2 separate regions of the Lactuca sativa genome follow, and region 1 is linked to region 2. The links are chromatin contacts, called in public Hi-C maps. All regions are on one chromosome and are shown on one strand. Each heading gives the region's core, a stretch centred on a gene start, on an enhancer-like site or on the middle of the called end of the contact. The rest is flanking DNA. Distances are from core to core; before and after follow the strand shown. Region 1 holds the start of LOC111906575 (3-dehydrosphinganine reductase TSC10A). Region 2 holds the start of LOC111906577 (fructose-bisphosphate aldolase 6, cytosolic).

Region 1 (4,699 bases), core at 214-2,713, 160 kb before region 2:
ACAAAACACATCATCATGTCGTCTTCATGTTATATAACAATTGTCATATAATACCAACTAAAAATACAGCATGAATGTCTAATTATAAAAATTGAATGTTACCATTTTTAGGTGTTATCATATCTAGTGAGGGTTTGGCGGTAACGGTTTTATTTTATGATTTAAAGAGATTTATTGCGGGTGATAAAAGTATAAGTTGAAGTTTGAACACAAAATTAGAATTTAATTGTCATTAAAAAAAAGCTTCAAATACCAACAAAAATGACAATTGATTATGGGTAAATGACACAAAAAATACTCTTTTTACATAGAAATTCGATTTTGACACTATGTATTTTTTGTGTCAATTTTAACACTGTGTTTTCCAATTTGTTACAATTCTGACCACTTGACCGGTTAACCAGGTTGCATGTTGACGTGGCATGATGACGTGTCAGTTTTGATGACGTGGCATGCTGACATGATATGTTGACGTGTCAAAATTGATTTTTTTTCTCACAAAAAACACTAAGTTTTCATTTTTTTTTTTTCGATTTTGACACTAAGTTTAATTTTTTCTTTCAACTTTGACACTATGTTTTTTTATTCCAAATCGAACATCATTTTTTCCAATTTTGTTCAATGTTGACACTTTTCTATTTGATGCCATATAAATATTTTTTTAATACATTTAAACCGTATAAATATGTTTTTTTTTTTTTTTCATTTAAAAACCATAGTTTTGTATAAATACATTTTTTTTACACTCAAACCATATTTTTATGTATAAATATGTATTAGTTATATAAAAATTGTATTTTATATTAAATATGCAACTTTAAAATGTGTTTGGAGGTTTGGAGGCGTGTAGCCGATCAAAACTCGGTTTAAAATGTAATAAAAAAATATATTTATACGGTTTCAAATGGAAAATAGACAAAATTGAACAACATTTGATAAATGATGTTCAATTGGAACAAAAAAAACATAGTGCCAAAGTTGAAAGAAAAAATTAAACTTAGTGTCAAAATCGAAAAAAATGAAAACTTAGTGTTTTTTGTGAGAAAAAAAATCAATTTTGACACGTCAGCATATTATGTCAGCATACCACGTCATCAAGCCACGTCAGCATGTAACCTGGTTAACCGGTCAAGTGGTCAGAATTGTAACAAATTGGAAAACACAGTGTCAAAACTGACACAAAAAAACACAGTGTCAAAATCAAATTTCTGTATAAAAAGAATGTTTTTTATGCCATTTACCCATTGATCATCCTTTTAATTCAGTTTTACAATTATACGTGTCACATGGATACCATATACCACCCATACGTCAATTGAGCGTTAACCTATTACCATTTACAATTGATTGTAAAAATATAATTTAAACATAAAATAAATTTTAATAATCAAATATAAAAAAAACTTAATAAAATATAAACAAAAATCAATTGGTTCATGTAAAATTTTGCAACATGGCCCATGTGGTTTGATTTCTGTGAAGTTTCCCCCTTCGTCGATTTTCAGTTCGGTTTCTCCGCTCAATCCTCTAATTCCGTTTCCTCCATCACTCAGCTCTTCTCACAGCATCCATGGCGGTTTCCGATCTCTCATTTCTCGCTCTTTGCGCTCTTCTTCCAATCATCTTTCTTATCTTCCTTAAACTCATCGTTCGTCCTCGCCCCGTCAAAATCCCAATCAAATCACGCCACGTATTGATCACTGGCGGATCCAGCGGCATCGGCCTAGCTCTAGCTAACCAAGCCGCTGCTGAAGGTGCTCGCGTCACTATCTTAGCACGTAATCTTGAGAAGCTCGAGGAAGCCAAGGCATCTATCCGCCTCTCAACTGGCATAGATGTCGCTATTGTCAGTGCTGATGTATGCGACTTTGAAGCTGTTAAGGAAGCAGTGGATAGTGTAGGTCCAATCGATGTTTTGGTTTGTAATCAAGGCGTGTTTGTTGCTCAAGAGCTTGAGAATCAGGAGATGAAGGAGATTAGAGACATGATTGAGATAAATCTGATTGGGACTTTTAATCTGGTTAAGGCGGCGTTGCCGAGTATGAAGAGCCGGACTGATCGGAAGCCAGTTTCGATCGCATTCATGTCATCTCAGGCCGGTCAGGTACATTCTGTCAGTGTGTGTGTTCTTCAAGCTTTGTTACTTTCAGACCGATTAAGTAGTAATGTACGATCTTTGCCACTACACAACTAGGGTTTATGAATTGAAATTGCGATCTTAAATGGGTAAATGGCTTGGTGATGGAAGTTACTTGTACAAATTGTTGCAATTAGAACATTTGATTGGTATCTTTTGTTCAATTGCTAGTGAGTTGGTAGCATATGTGCAATTTGAATATGACAGCTAGCTCTCAAATCTTATGAGTTTTCTTACAGTATTGGCAATTTGAATATGCTCTATCTATACAAATGGTCATTCTACTTTGTGTAAAGATCTTCATAAGCACGTATATACAGGCATCTTCTAAGTTCTATCATTTGCTGCTTTTAAGACATCTGCTGTGTGGTTTAGGGATAGGCTCAAAGTTCTTGTACAAATTAAACTACCTCATAGATAATCTGCACTTTAAGCTTATCAACTCCTAATATTTCTATTCTTTTTTTTTTAATGCTTTGAAGGATCATTATAATTATATTACATTTCTTGATAAACTTTTTATTTTTAGGTTGGCATTTATGGGTATACAGCATATTCAGCTAGTAAATTTGGGCTAAGGGGTTTAGCAGAAGCTCTGCAACAAGAAGTGATTGCTGACAACATTCATGTTTCACTTATCTTCCCTCCAGACACAGACACACCTGGTCTTGCAGAAGGTTCTAGAAACTGCTACTGTTTGCATTTTCATTTGTGTGGGATAAAAATGGAAAAAGAATATTAAATTTAAATAAACATTTTTTTTTGTGGTTATTTATTACAGAGAATAAAAGAAAGCCACGTTTGACAAGCATCATAGCAGCATCATCAGGTGCAATGAAAGCGGATGAGGTGGCAAAAAAAGCATGGAGTGGGATAAAATCTGGGAGTTTTTTTGTCCCATGTAATTTGGAAGGATTCATGTTGTCAGTAGCTACTGCTGGTCTTTCCCCTCAAAGATCATATCTCATGGCTTTTGTTGAAGTTATTTCAGCTGGTTTGATGCGTGTTGCAGGGTTGTGTTTTCAATGGTCATGGTATGGAAGCATTGAAAACTTTCATGCACAACACAAATAGATGATGATGATGACGATGATGAGTTTTTATCTTGTATTATGAGTTTCAGAACACCTTATTTATTATTATTCATGTAGACTATTGGAAAACAAGCTAGAAAAGCAAGTTGTGTATTGTGAATTGTGATTGATGTGTTAATTGCGATGATGATAATAATAATAATAATAATAACATTATTATTAGCAAATTAGCAACCCCTTTTTGACTCTCTATGAAATGTGTCGCAACCTCTTTATGACTTCTAAAGGGGCGATGATGGCTAAACATTTATGATTAATCAATTGTATAATATTGGTTGCAATGTATTATTTTTTAAAATAATACATTGTTAAGGCTAAATGGAATGTTGTTGTTGTTTTTTTTTTTTTTTTTTTTTTTTTTTTTTTTTTTTTTTTTTTTTGTCAATAGTAAAAGGGTGCCACATAGGTATTATATAAGCTTTTGTAGTTTTTATAATTTTACCTATGAACTAGGGTGTGATGATGTTTTTATCTATCAACTTTTTTTTCTTAATTCAAAAATATAAAAATGACATAAAACAAACATAAATATTAATTAAAATAAAATAACATTTCATTAAAAATTAAAACATTACATTTGATTTAACAATAGTCTGACTAACCGTTAACAACTTACAATTTTGTAATAAATTTGCCATTTTTTTAGAGGTTTTTTTAGACAAGCTATGAAAAAAAAAATATAAAGATGAATATATATATATAGTGAAACACACATACAATCCAACCGTCCCACTAAGGTTCGAGCCTACATTGGGAGTAGCCTTGTTATCTAGTGTTCAACATGGAACATGTGTGGAAAAGCCGCCAGGTGACAAACGGGCACCTGCCAAATCCAGTAACGGTGCACGTACCTCTACCATTGACTAAGTTAATCGGGGCTTAGGAAGGGACAAAGGTACGATCCACTAATCAATCTCACTATCTTGATTCGGGTCTGACACTTCTGTCTCCATGAGCGAGATCTGTGCAAATGCCTTACTATAAAAGACCACTCTCCTCTAACGATAAAGGGATCTCTCTCTCTCTCTCTCTCTCTAATCCAAACTTACACATATATACTTACTTATACCCATCTCCATCGAAGACTAACTTCATTGTCAAAGCGTTCTCCTGAGACACACTCCCGGAGCACAAATGATGGCATATTTCTCTTGTTGTGATTTAGATCTCCACCAAGAACCAAGAGAACATGAACCGGAGCAACCTATAGAGGCACGCCTTTTCACATAATTAGTGTAATCTGTTGTTGTGACAATCGACACAGAAAGCTTAACAAACAATTTCCGGTCATGGAAAACGACAAGGAGGAAGCAGTGCACTACTCGAAGTCTGGTGCGACCTATTGCTTCACTTGAACCAATCTCTACGAAAGCAACCCCCACTATCACTCCATTAACCGCCCATCCCCCAATGATGGACATACCAATAAACCAATTTTAGGTCCTATCTCTTACTCCGATGAGCACAC
Region 2 (4,528 bases), core at 591-3,090:
TGTATAACCCCCACAAGGCATCAAAAGGAGATTTGGTCCCAAAAATGACCACCTAGGTCCAATAACTCCATAATAACCCAAAAAGCCCCAAGGGTTAAGGTCTCTGGACCTCTTTGAGTCCAGATCCAAGGCACAAACTCGAAGAGGGACCATTTGCTTCACATAATCACTCTCTAAAGGGGTTAGAAAACCCTAACTCTAAAGATCAACCCTAAAACTGAAGGAGGTTCGAACTATTACCTCAAATGAAGCCTCTGGACTCTGGATCTACTGGAATTTCACCTCCTCCTTGCTCTTGCCACCTTCTTCTTGCTAAACAAGGAATACAAAAGCCCAAAAGTGACTTCCTCTCTCCCAAAACGAATTAGCTCACTTAGGTTTCTCTCAAGGGACTGGTAGCCGCAATGGGAGGCTATAAGTGTCCTTAAATAGGCTCCAAACTCGGGGAATTAGAGTTTCATTAAACAGCGTGGACTTGCCGAGCCCATATGTGAACCCGCGTCCAAAACCGCGATCCTACTCGGCGAGTTTGGGCTCCAACTCGCCGAGTCTCCTCACAAATACCAAAAATACAAGAATAATTAATACCTGGGAATCCAGGGTGTTACACTAACCTTATGCTCATTCACCTTGAGCTCCACACACTTCAACTCCTCTAGCCGTACACTCCTCACCCATCTAACACACACACACACACACACACACATATATATATATATATATATATATATATATATATATATATATATATATATATATATATATATATATATATGACACATGGGCCGTGAATGGGTTCACCGCCGTGAACCCGTAAACACAACCACAAACACCTATTACATGACCGAAAAATATATTTTGCTAGAAAAATAAATTATAAACCAATATTTTTTACCCAACACATTTATCATCATTTGACATGGATAGAAGGATGGTAGGAAGAAATTGTAAGAAGATATTTAATTTCTGTAAATTTTTTAGTGAAAGTTTAGCAATGAATAGTTTAAATCTTTTAATGTATATCCAACACATTTATCATCATTTGACATGGATAGAAGGATGGTAGGAAGAAATTGTAAGAAGATATTTAATATCTCTAAATTTTTTAGTGAAAGTTTCGAACTGATATTCTAGACTGAAATTTCGAAGTTTGAAAAAAATGGAATTTAAAGAATGATTACGAAATATGATTAACAAATCCGGAATTTTATGAAAAAATATTTTATTATTTTTTATTATAATCTAGCAAAAAGTTAAACAAACACGGTAAATAAAAAATATATAGGATATTATGACTTATAATCAAACATTTTATTAAAAAACTATGATATTAAATATTTTTAAATAGATATTTCTGAAATAAATAGATAGATTTTTTGAAATAAAGGCAAAAAAAAAAAAAAAAAAAAACTCTCCGTTTGAAGAACAATTTGGAATGCTGGCACTAGGAAGAAAATAGTCTTTTTATTTATTTATTTATTTATTTTTCAAAAGCTGAATATAATAATTTTATTTTTGAAAAACTAACTTGTAATAATGAATTTACTTAATTTCCTAGAAAAATAAAAGCCATTCTTATATAACAATTTTTCTTTATAAACAATAATTTATATTTTATAAAATTATACATTACAACGTTTAAAACATAAATTCATATCTAGGAAAAAAATAATTATTTAGGAATCTCTTAAAACCTAATAATAATTTAGTATTTTTTTTAATAACCAAAATTCGTGATTTGGTTTCTTTTTTCACAAGAATAGCACCCACTACACAGGGGCAAAATCGTAAAAATTAGGAAAAACCGCCTCAAAACCTCCTGTAGGAGATGCCATATTCGGGGCGATGATACCGATGCCTCTCTCTTTTCTTTAAATATAAACCCTCACCCGTCTCCATTGACTCTATTCAACTCCCATTTTTCCCAATTTTCTCTAAAATCTTCGTTTCTTAGATCTCAAATCTCGCAACCATGTCTTGCTACAGAGGAAAGTATGCTGGTATGTTTATTTTTTCTTTCTCTGTGTTTTATCTGCCATCAATTCTAGAAAATTTTGTTTTCCGTTGTAGTCTTGTTTAGATCTACTCAGTGGTTAGGTTTCTTCCAACTCTGGAGTATTTTTAGGTTCATTTTTTTTCATGCTAATATGGATCTGATTTACATCTTCAACGTGTTTACGATTAGTAGATGCAAAGAGGCTATTAAACCTTTTTGCCACAAACTTGTTATCTGTTTCCGTTCATAGCTGAATTATTCCTGTAACTATGATCTATCCATGTGCTATTTCATCCGGAGAAGCGTCGATTTGGTTTTAAATAATTGTTCCCGTGGATCTGGTTTGGCTTCTGAAAAGGTGGCGATCTAATTATTTCATAATAGTTTTTGTCGATTTGTTTGATAGCTGCTGCATAATTTTCTTCAGTAGTTTTTTTGGACTTCTTCGCGATAAAGTAATCTATGGAGCCAATAATTTCGAATCAGATTTTATGGTTGCACACCTCAATCATCAAATATACACTTTAGACCTTCGATCCATACGCCGATAGCTTTATATGTGATCAAATATTTTTTAAAACGTTTTGTTTTCATTCACACCCTGTTCAGTCTCCGATCTCGATCTTTTGCTAAACGATTTCGATTTTTTACTTCGCATATCTCAAAAAAGCTGAATCAGTAGTTAGACGTTGCTTAACTCTACTTTTCACAACCACTTTCTGCCACCTCTCTTAAAAATCAACTTTCTGATGTAGACTTAACTTGAAACATCAAACATGTGATGCTTTCTATTACTTTACTCAACTTTCTGATATACTTAATCACTTTAATCAATCCTTCATTTTCTTATCCAGATGAACTCATTGCCAATGCTGCCTACATCGGAACCCCTGGAAAAGGTATCCTCGCTGCTGATGAATCAACCGGTACAATCGGAAAGCGTCTATCCAGCATCAATGTTGAGAACGTCGAATCAAACAGAAGAGCACTTCGTGAACTCCTCTTCTGCACTCCCGGCGCCCTTCAATACCTCAGTGGAGTCATCCTCTATGAAGAAACTCTTTACCAAAAAACCGCAGCAGGTAAAAACAAATCACTAAACATTAATCATCACTTCTCATTGTGATCAAAATCTAACAGTCAAAAAATCATTACAGGCAAACCATTTGTGGATGTGATGAAGGAAGCCGGAGTCCTCCCAGGAATCAAAGTCGACAAGGGCACAGTTGAGCTAGCCGGAACCGACGGTGAAACCACCACCCAAGGACTCGACGGTCTAGCCCAACGGTGCGCCCAGTACTACACCGCCGGTGCCCGGTTCGCCAAATGGCGTGCGGTTCTCAAAATCGGCCCAAACGAGCCCTCACAGCTTGCGATAAACGAAAACGCAAACGGTTTAGCGCGATACGCGATCATCTGCCAAGAAAACGGTTTGGTCCCAATTGTGGAGCCCGAGATTCTTGTGGACGGGTCCCACGACATCAACAAATGCGCGGATATAACTGAGCGCGTATTGGCTGCATGCTACAAGGCTTTGAATGACCATAAGGTGCTTCTTGAAGGAACTCTTTTGAAACCTAACATGGTGACACCTGGATCGGATGCGAAGAAGGTGGCACCGGAGGTGGTGGCGGAGTACACAGTTAGGGCTTTGCAGAGGACGATGCCGCCAGCGGTTCCGGCGGTGGTGTTTTTGTCTGGTGGGCAGAGTGAGGAGGAGGCGACGGTTAATCTGAACGCGATGAATCAGTTCAAGGGGAAGAAGCCGTGGACTTTGACTTTTTCCTTTGGGCGTGCTCTTCAGCAGAGTACTTTGAAGGCGTGGAGTGGGAAAGAGGAGAATGTTGGGAAAGCTCAGGCTGCGTTTTTGGCAAGGTGTAAGGCTAACTCTGAAGCTACTCTTGGGATTTACAAGGGTGGGTCTGGGTTGAGTGAAGGTGCTTCTGAGAGTCTTCATGTTAAGGACTACAAGTACTAAATACTAAGGTTTGTTTCTTGTTTCTTGTTTCTATTCTCGGGAATTCTTGTCTCATTTGTGTTTTGATTTGAGGATTTTGTGTTATGTTTTGAACTTGTGGTGGTGGTTATAATAAGCATGAGAAACATCTGCCTATTCAGGTTTTGGTTAATATATTTTACGGTTTAGGTTTTCATGAGTAATGTTTATTAATTTTCGACTAACCAGTTATATTATTTTAAGATATTTTTATTCCAACTTTTATGAAAGAGCGATGAAAGTAGTATCTTGGTTTTAATATATGGTGTGATGCGGTTAAAAAAAATGCAAAATGCACTGTGTGTAATGCGGTTTAACAAAATTATTAAATGCAAATCACACCATGCAACTAAATTGTGTTATGCTACTTTGTGGTGATGGTCGTTTGTACGGTTTAGTTATTACATTGTGGTGCTGGTGGTGTATACAGTTTGGTTATAATCTGTATTTTGTATTTAGTAGTTTTTGTATAGTAACATATATTTATTAAAAGTTTATTAAAAATCACCAAATTTTAGAAGTTTCAAATATTAGAG

The links. Hi-C and Micro-C count contacts between places; a contact is called where the count stands out from the background.
Region 1: a Hi-C map of leaf shows a contact between it and region 2, with 10 times the contacts expected there. The contact joins the promoter of LOC111906575 here to the promoter of LOC111906577 in region 2. A contact is called at or near these places in 2 of 4 Hi-C or Micro-C datasets (leaf and seed).

The regions. Positions count from the first base shown.
Region 1 is chr1:62,796,217-62,800,915 of Lsat_Salinas_v11, reverse strand. LOC111906575 (3-dehydrosphinganine reductase TSC10A) reads left to right here and starts at 1,463. Exons shown (of 3, transcript XM_023902330.2): 1 at 1,463-2,104; 2 at 2,667-2,814; 3 at 2,919-3,398. The coding sequence starts at 1,571. The coding sequence ends at 3,211.
Region 2 is chr1:62,637,602-62,642,129 of Lsat_Salinas_v11, reverse strand. It overlaps LOC111906577 (fructose-bisphosphate aldolase 6, cytosolic), which reads left to right and starts at 1,840. Exons shown (of 3, transcript XM_023902331.3): 1 at 1,840-2,000; 2 at 2,851-3,078; 3 at 3,154-4,149. The coding sequence starts at 1,973. The coding sequence ends at 3,974.